2 separate regions of the Sus scrofa genome follow, and region 1 is linked to region 2. A link is a contact called in public HiChIP or PLAC-seq data. All regions are on one chromosome and are shown on one strand. The core of a region is the stretch at or near the end of the contact, and the rest is flanking DNA. Distances in the headings are between cores, read along the strand shown.

The links. HiChIP or PLAC-seq counts read pairs in DNA pulled down with a chosen protein or histone mark.
Region 1: a contact with region 2 is called in an H3K27ac HiChIP or PLAC-seq map of alveolar macrophages, with 4 times the contacts expected there. The contact joins two enhancer-like sites. A contact is called at or near these places in 2 of 47 Hi-C or Micro-C datasets (alveolar macrophages and skeletal muscle) and 2 of 2 datasets of contacts at active chromatin or transcription factors (alveolar macrophages and skeletal muscle).

What each region holds. Positions count from the first base shown.
Region 1 is chr8:70,078,019-70,084,392 of Sscrofa11.1, forward strand. No RefSeq gene overlaps it. Among named protein-coding and RNA genes, the nearest start is that of PPBP, 60 kb to the left of the region's middle. Within about 2 kb of position 3,408, at least 5 of the 83 cell types and tissues checked have an H3K27ac peak or open chromatin away from gene starts, as enhancers often do. A contact at or near this core is called in alveolar macrophages, where this site is marked.
Region 2 is chr8:69,933,310-69,939,311 of Sscrofa11.1, forward strand. It overlaps CXCL8 (C-X-C motif chemokine ligand 8), which reads left to right. Exons shown (of 4, transcript NM_213867.1): 2 at 498-633; 3 at 922-1,005; 4 at 1,433-2,552. The coding sequence ends at 1,460. Among named protein-coding and RNA genes, the nearest start is that of CXCL8, 3.7 kb to the left of the region's middle. Within about 2 kb of position 3,077, at least 2 of the 83 cell types and tissues checked have an H3K27ac peak or open chromatin away from gene starts, as enhancers often do. A contact at or near this core is called in alveolar macrophages, where this site is marked.

The DNA of each region.
Region 1 (6,374 bases), core at 2,158-4,657, 150 kb after region 2:
GCTCATGGAAACACTGGACCTCAACCCACTGAGTGAGGCCAGGGAGGGAATCTGCAACCTCATTGTTCCTAGTTGGATTTGTTTCCACTGTACAATGATGGGAACTCAAGAACACAACATTCTAAACCAGCTATACTTCAATAGAAAAATTTTTTAAAAATATAAGGTACAACAATATTATTTTAATGGTAATGGATAATATTTATTGAGCACTTACTATATGCCAGGTTCCTTGTAACATTTTTCTGTTTATTTACTCTCCACAACAATCTTATGAAGTAGATACTGCTATTATCCCCACAAACAGTTATAATAGGGCAAAGAGATTTAGTAGTCTTGTTATGAATGAATAAAGAACTATATCATTTAAGTTTAACTAGTTTCCAAAGCCAAATTCTAGAAAATGGGGAGAAAATAGAATATTTCACTATCTTAGACCAAGACAACTTGAAGCCTATTAGTACATGAAAATTCCATTTCATGCAACCTAAGGACCTGGTATGTTTTTATTCATTCATTCATTTAATAAGTCAACAGATAGGCACTGAATGCATCCATGGCCTATTTCTATAAACGGAGGAAACAGCAAACCTCTGTCTTCATGGAGTTTATGTCATAGTGGAGGAGACAAGACAAAGCAAATGAATACATATATCATATAAAATCAGGTTATATTAGGATATATTCTGATAGTTATATCAGAAAAAAAAATGAAAAAGGCCAACGGAAAAAAATCAATGGTCAAGGAAATTGCTAGGATGTTTCAGAAAGACCTTTCTAAGGAGGTGATTTTGGACAGAAAAGTGAATAAAATGAGGGAGCAATCCATGTGAATATCCTGTGGAGGAACATTCCTGGCAGATGGAAGCACCAAGAGCAAAATGCCTGAAAAACCTGAGTGACAAGTTGTAGGAACAATCGGGGGGAAAAGTTGAAATAATGGAATACATGAGAGGGGAAAGCTGGAAAGGTGGCCAGAGAACAAAAAGTAAAGGACTTTGCAGCCATGGAAAATATTTTAGATTTTCCATGTAGTGGAATTGAGAAGCCATTGAAGGCATGAAAGCAAGAGAGTGAAATGTTTTATTTTCTTACAAAATATCACCTGGCTGGAATGTAGAAAATAGATGCTGATGATGGGGAACAATAGCGAAGGCAAAGAGACAAGCTTGGTGGCTGTTCCCGTGGTTCATATGAGGTAGTTACCTTTTTGGACTAAAGAGGTAGCAGTAGGGGTCATGAGAAATATTGAAGGAGGGGTATCTTCTGAAGATAGAGTCAACAGGATTTGCTAGTGGATTTGATGCAGAGTGTAAAAATAAAAAAAAAAATAGTGAAGAATTAAAACAGGCAACACATGGTCCTGTGCAAAAAGTAGACACTCAATAAGTACTTATTGGACTTCAAAAACAAAACCAAAAACAGGCAATATAGTTTTGGTCCTAATAATTCGGTGAATGGTAGTGCCATGTACTAAATAAAGATGAGGAATAAGTAAGTTTGCGTCAGAAAATAACTCGAGGTCTTTCTTGGACATGCAAGGTTTGCATACCAGTGGTAATTAGAGCTGTGGAAGGAGAGAGGTTAATATAGGTCATGACTGTAGATAAAACTGAGAAGAGGTCACACAGGATGGAGGTAGGTACATGCCAGCATTTAGAGGTCAGAAAGTTAAAGACGATCCAGCAATGGAGACCGAAAGAAAAAAACCCAACTTTGTATTTTATATTTGTATTTCACATAACGAATGGCCTGGCTCTTAACATGAATGCACCAAATATGTGACACCTGACAATTGTCCAAATAATGGAGAGAAAATATCTGCCATACTCTCTGAGAAAAGTTGCTTCTTTGATTACAAGTTCTCAGAGGACATTGACCCATGATTAGTGTTTGTTTGTTTGTTTGTTTTGGCTGCACCTGCAGCATGTGGAAGTTTCCTGGCCATGGGCTGAACCCCTGCCACAGCAGTGACCCGGGCCAAGGCAGTGACAATGCAGGATCCTTAATCTGTTGCACCACAAGGGGAGTCCCATGATTAGTGTATTTTGAAGACAGAAATTCTTTGAAATGGCTCAACACTCAATACTCAGTACTATTAGAATAAGAGAAATTATCTCATGACAGGAAAGATGTGTGACAGGGGTAAAACTTTCAACTGGATATTTTTTACTTAAATATTCACCTGCCACCTTAATTTGAGAAAATTACAGACAGGTTCAGACATGTTTGGCATGGTATGGCCATAGACTTAATTTGAGAAAATTACAAATGCAAGCATATTTCTTATCATTGAAGTTACCAGCTTAAAAAAAAAGTAATAGCTAGAGGCAAAGTATCACTTTATAGTGTCACTGAGACACACATTGTGCACACGCGCACCCTTACACATTCTCAGTTTCCGCCTTGATATGGTCTTATTCTTAACAAGAGTGAAGAGAATGTACTGAACTTGCTAGCACGCATGCCCATGTGCTGCTCCTTGCCTTTCTCCACCTTGGTTTGTGCTCCATATTGCCACTGGTCTGGGATCACCTTAAGTCTTAGTTTGAGGTTTAATATTACCCATGCTTTATCATCCAAAGTGAAATATGAGCTAATTTACACCTGGTTCTTCTGTATTCTGTCTGTGCCATCTCCTAGGTTATGAACTTATCCAAGGCAGTCTTTTATTAGGCTGGCCATTATCCATAGGAGTTCAAAATAACATTCAACTTGGGGTAAGAGAAATTCCCCTCCTGGCTCGGTGATTAATGAATCTGACTAGAAACCACGAGGTTGCGGGTTGATCCCTGGCCTTGCTCAGTGGATTAAGGATCTGGCGTTGCCCTGAGCTGTGGTGTAGTTTGCAGATTCAGCTCAGATCCCGCGTTGCAGTGGCTGTGGTGTAGGCCGGTGGCTACAGCTCCGATTGGACTCCTAGCCTGGGAACCTCCATATGCCGCTGGGGCGGCCCAAGAAATGGCAAAAAGACAAAACAAAACAAAACAACAACAACAACAAAAACTTGGGGTAATTAACAAATCTCGTTAGGACAAAGGGGTCTTGCATACTCCATTCATTTACCTGATTTCCAGATGTTCTTCGAATTTTAACCTAGCAATTCATTTTTTACTCAATTATTGAAAGATTTCTTAATGTTTTATTTACTATTTTTATTTATTTTATTTTATTTTATTTATTTATTTATTTATTTATTTTTGCAGGACAGGATCCAAATAACCTGCTATTGTTGGAAACTGGAAGTCACGCTCCCATACTTACTTGAGAAAAATTTTACCCAAGTTTTCAAAGCTCTGCTATTTGCTTCTGCAATGCTCTTCTTGATCGCCTTATACACATGTGATTTCTTCCTCCTTCAAAACCCCGTATCATCTCTCTGACCCTCTCTTACTCCCCCATCCTTTAGTCATTCAGCGGCATGCACTCAGCGGTTCCCTTTTCAGATCATGTAGATTCTTGATGGCAGGTGGCATATCTTATCCCCTGAAGCAATTAGTTCATGGTTTGCACAAAGCAGACACTTAAGATTTATTTAATTGAAAACAATTTCAAAGTACGGCTTGAGAAACCATCCGTAATATTAATCACTTCAGTTATTTCCCACATTTCTCAATTGCAACAAAGAATAGTCTTGAGCAATAAAAAAAGTTCCCAAGTCTTTTCCCTCACATTCCACTTAAGTAGGGTTTACATAAAGTAATGTGACAGCCCAAGTTTTTAACTTCTAACAAGACCCAGCTGCAGGAACATTCAATCACCGTTAGTTCAACTTGTGATAACAAACATGTTTCCTCTGTCTACCTCACAGAACACATTAAGCAGCCTCCAGTTCACAAGGAAAGAAGGAATTTGGCTCCTGGGGAGCATAATTCTATACAGATGGAGCCAAGCAAGACCAAACACTAAACTGAACGACAATAAATGAAATGAGGTGGGGAAAGAACAGGAAATGTATGGTGCCTTAACTGCTTGTGTATTTTAGGGGAATATTATTGCAGCCAGAAAATAACCTAAGGTTTTAAATCACCCAACCCAGAGGATAAATTCTAGGATCATCATTTATTAGCTACTTATCGAATCTGAGATACTATGGGCTATGACATTCTTATTGTATGTACCATTTAGAAAGGGAAAAGTCAGTCAAATAATCTCTGTTTTCCATTAGCAGTAAGCATATTGTGATTTCAGGGATGTGAAAAGGTGATAAAATATACTTCTTAGAAATATTGGAATGTGGAATGGAGCTTAACATCTTTAAAGCTCCATTTTTTTTCCATTCAGTAAAAAAAATGGGTATAAAATACTGCCTTCATAAAGGTCAGTTTCCTTATTATATCCTTTCTTGATCCATCTCAGTATTGACCCAGGGGAGTTGTAATGTACGAAGGTGAAGAACCTGGCACCCAACCTACCGCCAAAGAACAGATCACAGGTGGTGGTACAGGTTGAACTGTAGGTTGTACAGCTCAGGAAAAGCAGGTATTTTACCTGTAAACTTGCTTCTACGCCCTCATGAGGTATCTACCTATGGAGAAGAAGAGGGGGTATTGTGAGGTTAACCAGTCCAATGTCTCAGCTTCTGAGAGGAAAACTAACCTATTTAAGTGGGTGCGTTTGTAATAAATTAACAGGCCTTGTATGACTTAACACTTCCCTCTCAGTTTTCGCGGGGGAGTGACTTGCTCACCTACAGGACATGATCTGCTGTGCTCTCTCCTGGGTATGGGAAGGTTACCCCACAGGAGAAGTATGAGATTTTCCAAGCCACTTTATGCCAGGGTAGGTTCATCTGCCTAATTCTGGGGATCAAGTTTCGGAAGTTCACCTACTCACAGATATAAAACACAAGCTCTAACATCAGCTTTCTTGTTAGTAAAGGTGAGATTTTGGTCTCTTATTTAACTTACATTTTCTTATCTTAACTGGATCAAGACTCACATTTCAGGAAATTGTGAGGGGGTACTATTCGTAAGTTCCCTGAAAACGACCATCATGCCTGCCCTTAACTCTGATGAACAGGCAGACCTCTGTGCTAGAACACAGAAATGATGATAAAAGGTTGCCTGTTCAAGAGGTCATTGGTAGATTCAATTCACCATGTAACTGTCCCTTTCTCGCTCTGTCTGACACAGTCACGATGGCAAGCCTAGCCCGCAACCTCAGCTATTTCTTATCTGCTGAGAAGAGAGACTATTCTTTTCTTCTTCCTCTTCTCTGGCTTCTCTTAGCTTCCTCCCATCAACAGTGCCATCCAAAGCTTTTTCTCTGGACTGTGATGAACTTGGCTGCCCTCTCTTTGCCATTAGCCATCAGAGAAGCAACCTTGGCACTGATCCAAACCAACTAAAGGTCAGGCAGCTTCAGTCTATTGAAATGACAGGCTATTAGCTAAAGGCCCAGCAAAAGACCGCATATTGACTCACTGTGAGCCATCAAATTAGGAGAATAAGGAACTTTATCAATAAAACCACAACCTACTTTGCTTGGCTGCATTCTCGGAGACCAACAACTGGGACTGAAGGTAGTTATGCAGGGCTATCAAGAAGCTGGGCTGCAAAGACAAGTCAGGACATCGGGCGGAAGGAATCCTGCCCAGGTCTATGCTCATTTCATTTCCTCGTATACATTCTGTATCAAAACAAATAAATTATACATATTTTTTTTGGCCTGGAAAAAATTCAGCCACAATGCTTACTTTTTTTTTTTTTAATACCCAGGGAAAGTATCCCCATACAATTCACATTCCATGTTACATACATTCCATATTACAATTTGTAGTTATTTCATTTAGACCGTGTCTTGTCTCACATCCCCTGGCCCACCCTCTACCCAGTTGTTCCCGCAGCATACAGTCCTCTGCAGGTAGAATCTGGTAGCATTTGGCTTTGACTATACACTACATCTCTCAACTTATATTCTGGAACTTCTCTGATATGGGGGCACCTAGAAGTGAAAGGTAGTTGATCCCTTGGTACAACCAGTAGATATTGGGGAATATTGGTGGGTAAGTTTTCCTCCTTCTATCCCTTGGGCAGATAATTCTGAGGCATGTCTACACTGGGTACTGTCACCATCTCTACACCTGGAATGAGTTCTAGAGGTCTCATCTTTAAAGGTGAGAAATATGATGAAACATTGGCTTCCTCAAAAAGATAGAATGACATTTTGAGCTGGTGAATTTGGAACAATGCAGAGGGATGAGGTCAAACAAGTCTACACCATACCTTGCTCTTACATCCTGGTAAGAATGAAGACACTGGCCCAAAGGAAGGTTGTTGATACAGCTCTCTAAGAGAAAGAGAGGTCATAACCACCAATTAGAAAAAGGGCAAGAATGAAGTTAAGAAGTCCAAGTGAGACAGTGCTCAATG
Region 2 (6,002 bases), core at 1,827-4,326:
TTTCTTTCAGTATTCATTTAAACAGTGTGTGTATGTGTATATATATATATATATATATATATATATTCTTTTATGCATTAAGGATTTTGTTAAGATATAGGACAATCTCTGTGCCACTCCCATCTTTCTCTATTAATTCTTCCTGAAGGTATTTCCTTATTGGTGGATCTTAGCTTGCCTAACATCAATAGCACTGTGGTATCCCAGAAGATTATGCCATATCAAGTAGGAGGAAAAAGTACTGTGATGATGTCAGCATTGCCTAAAGACAACTCAAAGTCTTTATGTCATTCAGGATTGTCAAGAATGACTCTTCTTAAAACAAAGAGAAAACTGAGATCAGGGGCTAGGAGACTATCTAGCCATCAATTTCAGGACTAAGTTTGCTAAAGATGTGATTTTTACCAAATGCATAGTCATCAAATGACCACACTGGAATTAATGAGCATAAAGCCTCTTGATGAAATTAATCCTTAATTGCCTTTTTTTGCCCACAGCTGCAGTTCTGGCAAGAGTAAGTGCAGAACTTCGATGCCAGTGCATAAATACGCATTCCACACCTTTCCACCCCAAATTTATCAAGGAACTGAGAGTGATTGAGAGTGGACCCCACTGTGAAAATTCAGAAATCATGTAAGTAATTTCAAAAGTGATTAGATATTTCACTCTAGCAAACCTAGAATTGGGGGAGGTGGAAGAAACCAACAAAGTTCTAAGAACTATCAATTCATAGTGAGCAAAACAAAAAGGAAAAATTCTTTGTCTGCATGGCATTTAAATATGGCCCCTTCCATGACTCATAGCTAAAAATTGGCTTGGGCTTAGATTTTATGCCTGTACTTAAGGAACCATGACCTGAATGGCAAAAGGATGTTGGAAACCCTTAAATATTGATTTTAACTGTTATCTCTCTCATTTCAGTGTTAAGCTTGTCAATGGAAAAGAGGTCTGCCTGGACCCCAAGGAAAAGTGGGTGCAGAAGGTTGTACAGATATTTTTGAAGAGGTAAGTTTTTTAAAAATTTTGATTATTTATCTTGTGACATACAGTAAAAGTTAGCTTATAAATTTCCAGCTGCTGCTGCAAATTTTCTCTTTTAAGTATCTGCCTCTTTGATGAAAAACAAACAAACAAAGAAATTAGCAGCAACAGTGAGCTTCTTGTACTTGTAATTGGGAGGTAATGCATCCAGAAAGTATGGGCAAGCGTCTTGCCCTGGATCAGTAGTATGTCTCCCTCTCAATCTCAGAAGTGTTTAGATGACAACTTATTTAACCTCTCTATTTATAGTTGAAAATATAGGGTATTTCTAACACATAAATATCTAAGACCCTATTAATATCTATATTAGATATATTTTCAAGAGCGTACATTCCTCCTTATTTAAGTACCGTTCGTTTTTAACTTTTTTAAAAATTTCATTTATTTTTAGAACTGAGAAGCAACAACAACAGCAGTAACAACAACAAGCAAAAACCCATTCTCCGTGGCTCCCAAGAATTTCTCAGTAAAGATGCCAACACAACTTCAATCAAATCTACATCTATGCCTCATTCCTGTGCTGGTCAGACATAGGGTTGCCAGAGAAATCACAGGATGCCCAGTTATATTTGAATATTAAGTAAAACAATGAATTATTTCCAGTGTCCCATGCACGTTGTTCTATACTAACATTTTAAAAATTCTTCGTTGTTTGCTGTAAATTCAAATTTAGCTGGAAATCCTGTTTTGGCTTTTTGTTATTATAATTATTAATATTATTAAATCTTGCAACCCTAGGCTGCTGGCCAGCATTCACAAGTCTCTGCTCAACTGCACCTCAGTTTCTTCTTTATCCCCAAACTGGAGAAAAAGCTTCAGCCCCCATCCTACCTTGAGGACATGTGGATGTACTTTAACTTTGATTGACAGTCATGTAAAATATTTTCAAGTGTAATTTATTCACTTATTTATTATTTATATATTTATTTTAGTATCAAATAGAGTAATGTTTGTGCATGAATTTGGAGAAATGGAAAAGAAGCATTGTTGATAGGATAGTCTCATGATAGTAGTGAATTTCTATTTATTTTACATATTAAGTGGTGTATTATGGAACTATTTTTATCAAGGTCATTGTATTATGATCAGAGTTGCCAGATTTGGCAAATTGTTAAACGAACAGAATACCCAGTTAAGTACATTATTATTTATCTGAAATTTTATTTGAACTAGTTATCCTACTTTTGAAACTCCTAGTCTTGTTTTATGACTGCAAGCTTTGTTATGCAGTGCTGTATTGAATGACGTGAATTTTAAATTAGGACTAGTTTTTTCAAAACAGCAAAAATTCACCAGGCAATATCAATAAAGTCATTTCTTATTATTTATTCTTTATTTTGTACAATTAGATTCTCATAATTTTATTTAAATTATTGTATGTTTTAACACCAACTTTTTTTTACCTTAATTTGTTTTTATGTATTTCCAAAGAGATTCTTTTAGTATTTTTTATGTTACAAAATTGTGAGTGTAACTATAGAACATTTACAATAAAATTTATTATAAAAGTCATCAGGAGTTTGTCTTTCTCTTTGCAGTTTTAAGATTTATTGTTTTATATATTTATATTAAAAAATCATATTTTTATAATTCCTGTCATGGCTCAGTAGTTAATGAACCTAGCTAACATCCATGAGGAAGACAGTTTGATTCCTGGCCTCACTCAGTGGGTTAAGAATCTAGCGTTACCGTGAGCTGTGGTGTAGGCCAGCGGCTACAGCTCTGAGTCCACCCATAGCCTGGGAACCTCCCTATGCCATGGGTGCAGCCCTAAAAAGTCAAAAAGGCAAAGGAAAAAAAGGTCTTATTTTGCTTTAGAAAACATAAATACTTCCTCTTAGTATTATGTGTATTATGCAGAAAATCATAACCTTTATTTGCAGAAAAACAGAACTCCTTGCCAGAGATGAATTACAGTCAGTAGTGTTTTCCATGGAAGGATGAAAATTTTCCCAACTCCTCACTGGACACCATTCTGCTATTAAGGATGACTTCAGATTTTCAGCAGAGAGCCCAGGTGTCTGCACAGCTTAGCACAACTGACACTCAGTAAAAGAGGGAAGAGGGTAGACATAAGGCTCTTCTCAACTAATTGAGGAATACTGACACAAATGAGACAAAGAAACTTAAAATATGTTTAGAGCATATTTGAGAACAAATAAAACAAAACTTTTACAAACGAAAACACAATATAACTAAAAATCTCAATGCCTGAGTTTTACAACAGATTAGACACAGCTGAAAGAAAACTGGAGATTAGGAAATAAACCCAAAGAAATTTACCTGGAATTTATATCAGAGAGATAAAGAGGTAGTAAATTTGAGGGAAAAAAAATGAAAGGCATAGAGGAGACAGGGATAAGGTCATCTTTTTTTTTTTTTTTTTCTTTTTAGGGTCAAACTTGCAGCATATGGAAGTTCCCAGGCTAGGGACTGAATCAGAGCTGTATTTGCCAGCCTACACCACAGCCATAGCAGCACAGCCCAGGATCCCCAACCCAATGAGCGAGGCCAGGGATCAAACCCACATCCTCATGGATACTAGTCAGATTCAGATTCGTTTCTGCTGCACCACAACTGGAACTTCCGTCTTACTTATTTTCAGTTGGAGTTTTACAAGCAGACAAGAAAGGAAGGGTCAGAGACAACACTGAAGTAATGATGGCTGAAAACTTCCCAGAAATGATGAAAAATAACAAACCACAGTTTCAAAACATCTAATTCACCAATTCTTAACTTTGTAATAAAAAAAAAAAAGAATCTTAGAATTTTGATGGACATTTATCCACCTCCCACCTCATCTACTATCACTATTGTGTATTTTAAGTCTCCCCCCCCCCTTTTCTAAGCTTCGCAATTTGGATAAGGAAGCGAGCCCTCTCTGATTTTCTGATTTGTTAGTTCCCACTGCAATCTACTTTTCCTATGTCGTATAGCCCCTTACAATCATTCTGGGTACCCACAACTGTCATCTTCTCTGAGTCAGCATTATTGGTGGTGTGGAGCAAAGCCCGTTCTCTTTTCTAATTCCCACTACCCATTAACACAAAAGTGTGCGGCATAATAGAATTAATAAAATATTTGAGAGTGATGCACAAACAAGAATCAACTGAAAATTCTACCCCAGGACTCACCGTTCCTAGAGGCATTGCTTCCCTCCCTCTAGAGGAAATTTTTGCCCACCTACAGCTCTTCTCAGGCCATGTTGTGGGGCCTCTGCTTCCCCAGAGTTATGCCTAAATTTCATTTCCATATTCTCTTTCATTTCCAAATTCCAGTTTCCTGGTCCTACTCACCTTTGCAGTCATCTTGTAGACCTCAAACACAGTAAATAAAACAGATAACAAATAACTTTAATAAAATGATAATGAGAAAGATACAGGGTTCTTCAGAAGCAGAGAGCAAGGAGTTATCTATGTAAGAGCCTAGGTTTCCTTGTCAAAATCTAAACTAGAATCTGGAGGGTGAGTAGGAGTCAGCCACACAAAGGGAAGAAGGATGCGTGGGCCAGAGTGGTCTAGAAAGCAGGGGAGAAGTAATTCATGTGATTCAAGAAGTGAAAGAATTTCAGTGTGACTGGAATCGGGCTTGAAATAGAAGAAGTACTTACAGATGAAGCTATGCTGAACGGACTGTGGGAAGTTCTAAAGGGCCTAGATTGGGAATTGAAAAACTCTAGTATGGATTCCAATTACCCTCGTTTTAAACTGTGAGCATTTAAGCCATTTTTTTCCCCTGGGTCTCTTTCCAAAACAAAATGGGAAGCTATACAAAGCAACTCAAAAGTCTAATCTTGGGGACTTTTTGTGTGTGTCTTTTTAGGGCGAGCCTGCGGCATAAGGAAATTCCCAGACTCAGGTCGAATCGGAGCTGCAGCTGCCTGCCTACACCACAGCCCCAGCTACTTGGGATCTGAGACGCATCTGCAATCTATACCACAGCTCATGGCAACGCTGGATCCTTAACCCCACTGAGTGGGGCCAAGGATCAAAACGATTCCTCATAGATACCAGTTGGGTTCGTTACCACTACTCCATCAGGGGAACTCCTTGGGGGCTTTTTAATGTTATTTGTGGGTTGAATCATCAAAAAAACTCCCAACCTAAAACCTCTTAATGTGTTAAATCCTCACCCTTGATGTGGCCAATGTCCAACCCTGAAGGTAAAGTAAAGAAATCTGTATCAATCTGGAGAAACTCAATAACAAATTCTTTAAAAATCTACTTCTTAATTTCATTTTTATCGCTTTTAAAATATACCAGATGACATTTCTCACTTTCTCATTTATATTGTCATTGTCTATAAGACAGCAAAGTATTCTATCAAAAGGGCAATTAAATCGATCAAATTGGAGACTAGGCATCATGTAAACAAGCCAAAAAGGAAAAATGAGAAAGAGTAAGAGAGAGAGGATGTGAGAGAGAGAAGGAAAAGATACTCAATTTGCTGAATTGAAAATTTCCTTTCATTTGCTTCAGTGACATTAGTAAATTTATGTATACAGACACAGTTTTAATTGTATAGATACAAACTTCGATACAAAGTTGGATATGCAGTATTTTACCACATACATTTAATCCATTTGTGTGGATTATGAATTACAAATCAAAATTTTCCAAGAAGAAATGTGAATGTAAATATAGATATACACACACAGAGTAAAAAAGTATGGAGAGCTAATAATAGTGTTCACTTTAAAATTGAATTAAGTATAAAATACAATAATACACACAACATACAAATCAAGTAATTTTCATAACTGCCCCCCCCTTTTTTCTATTTTGCTAGACATGTGTCAGAAAATAGATTCATAGGTTGAAGTTGCCTAAGCAAAATATTCTATCCTCAAGATTTTAGAAAATAAATAGATAATTATTTTTTACTGTGATAAATCTATTTTCCCATCGAGGCTATTCTTGAAAACTTCAGAAGAAAGGATTAAAAACTATTTTGCTTTTTGT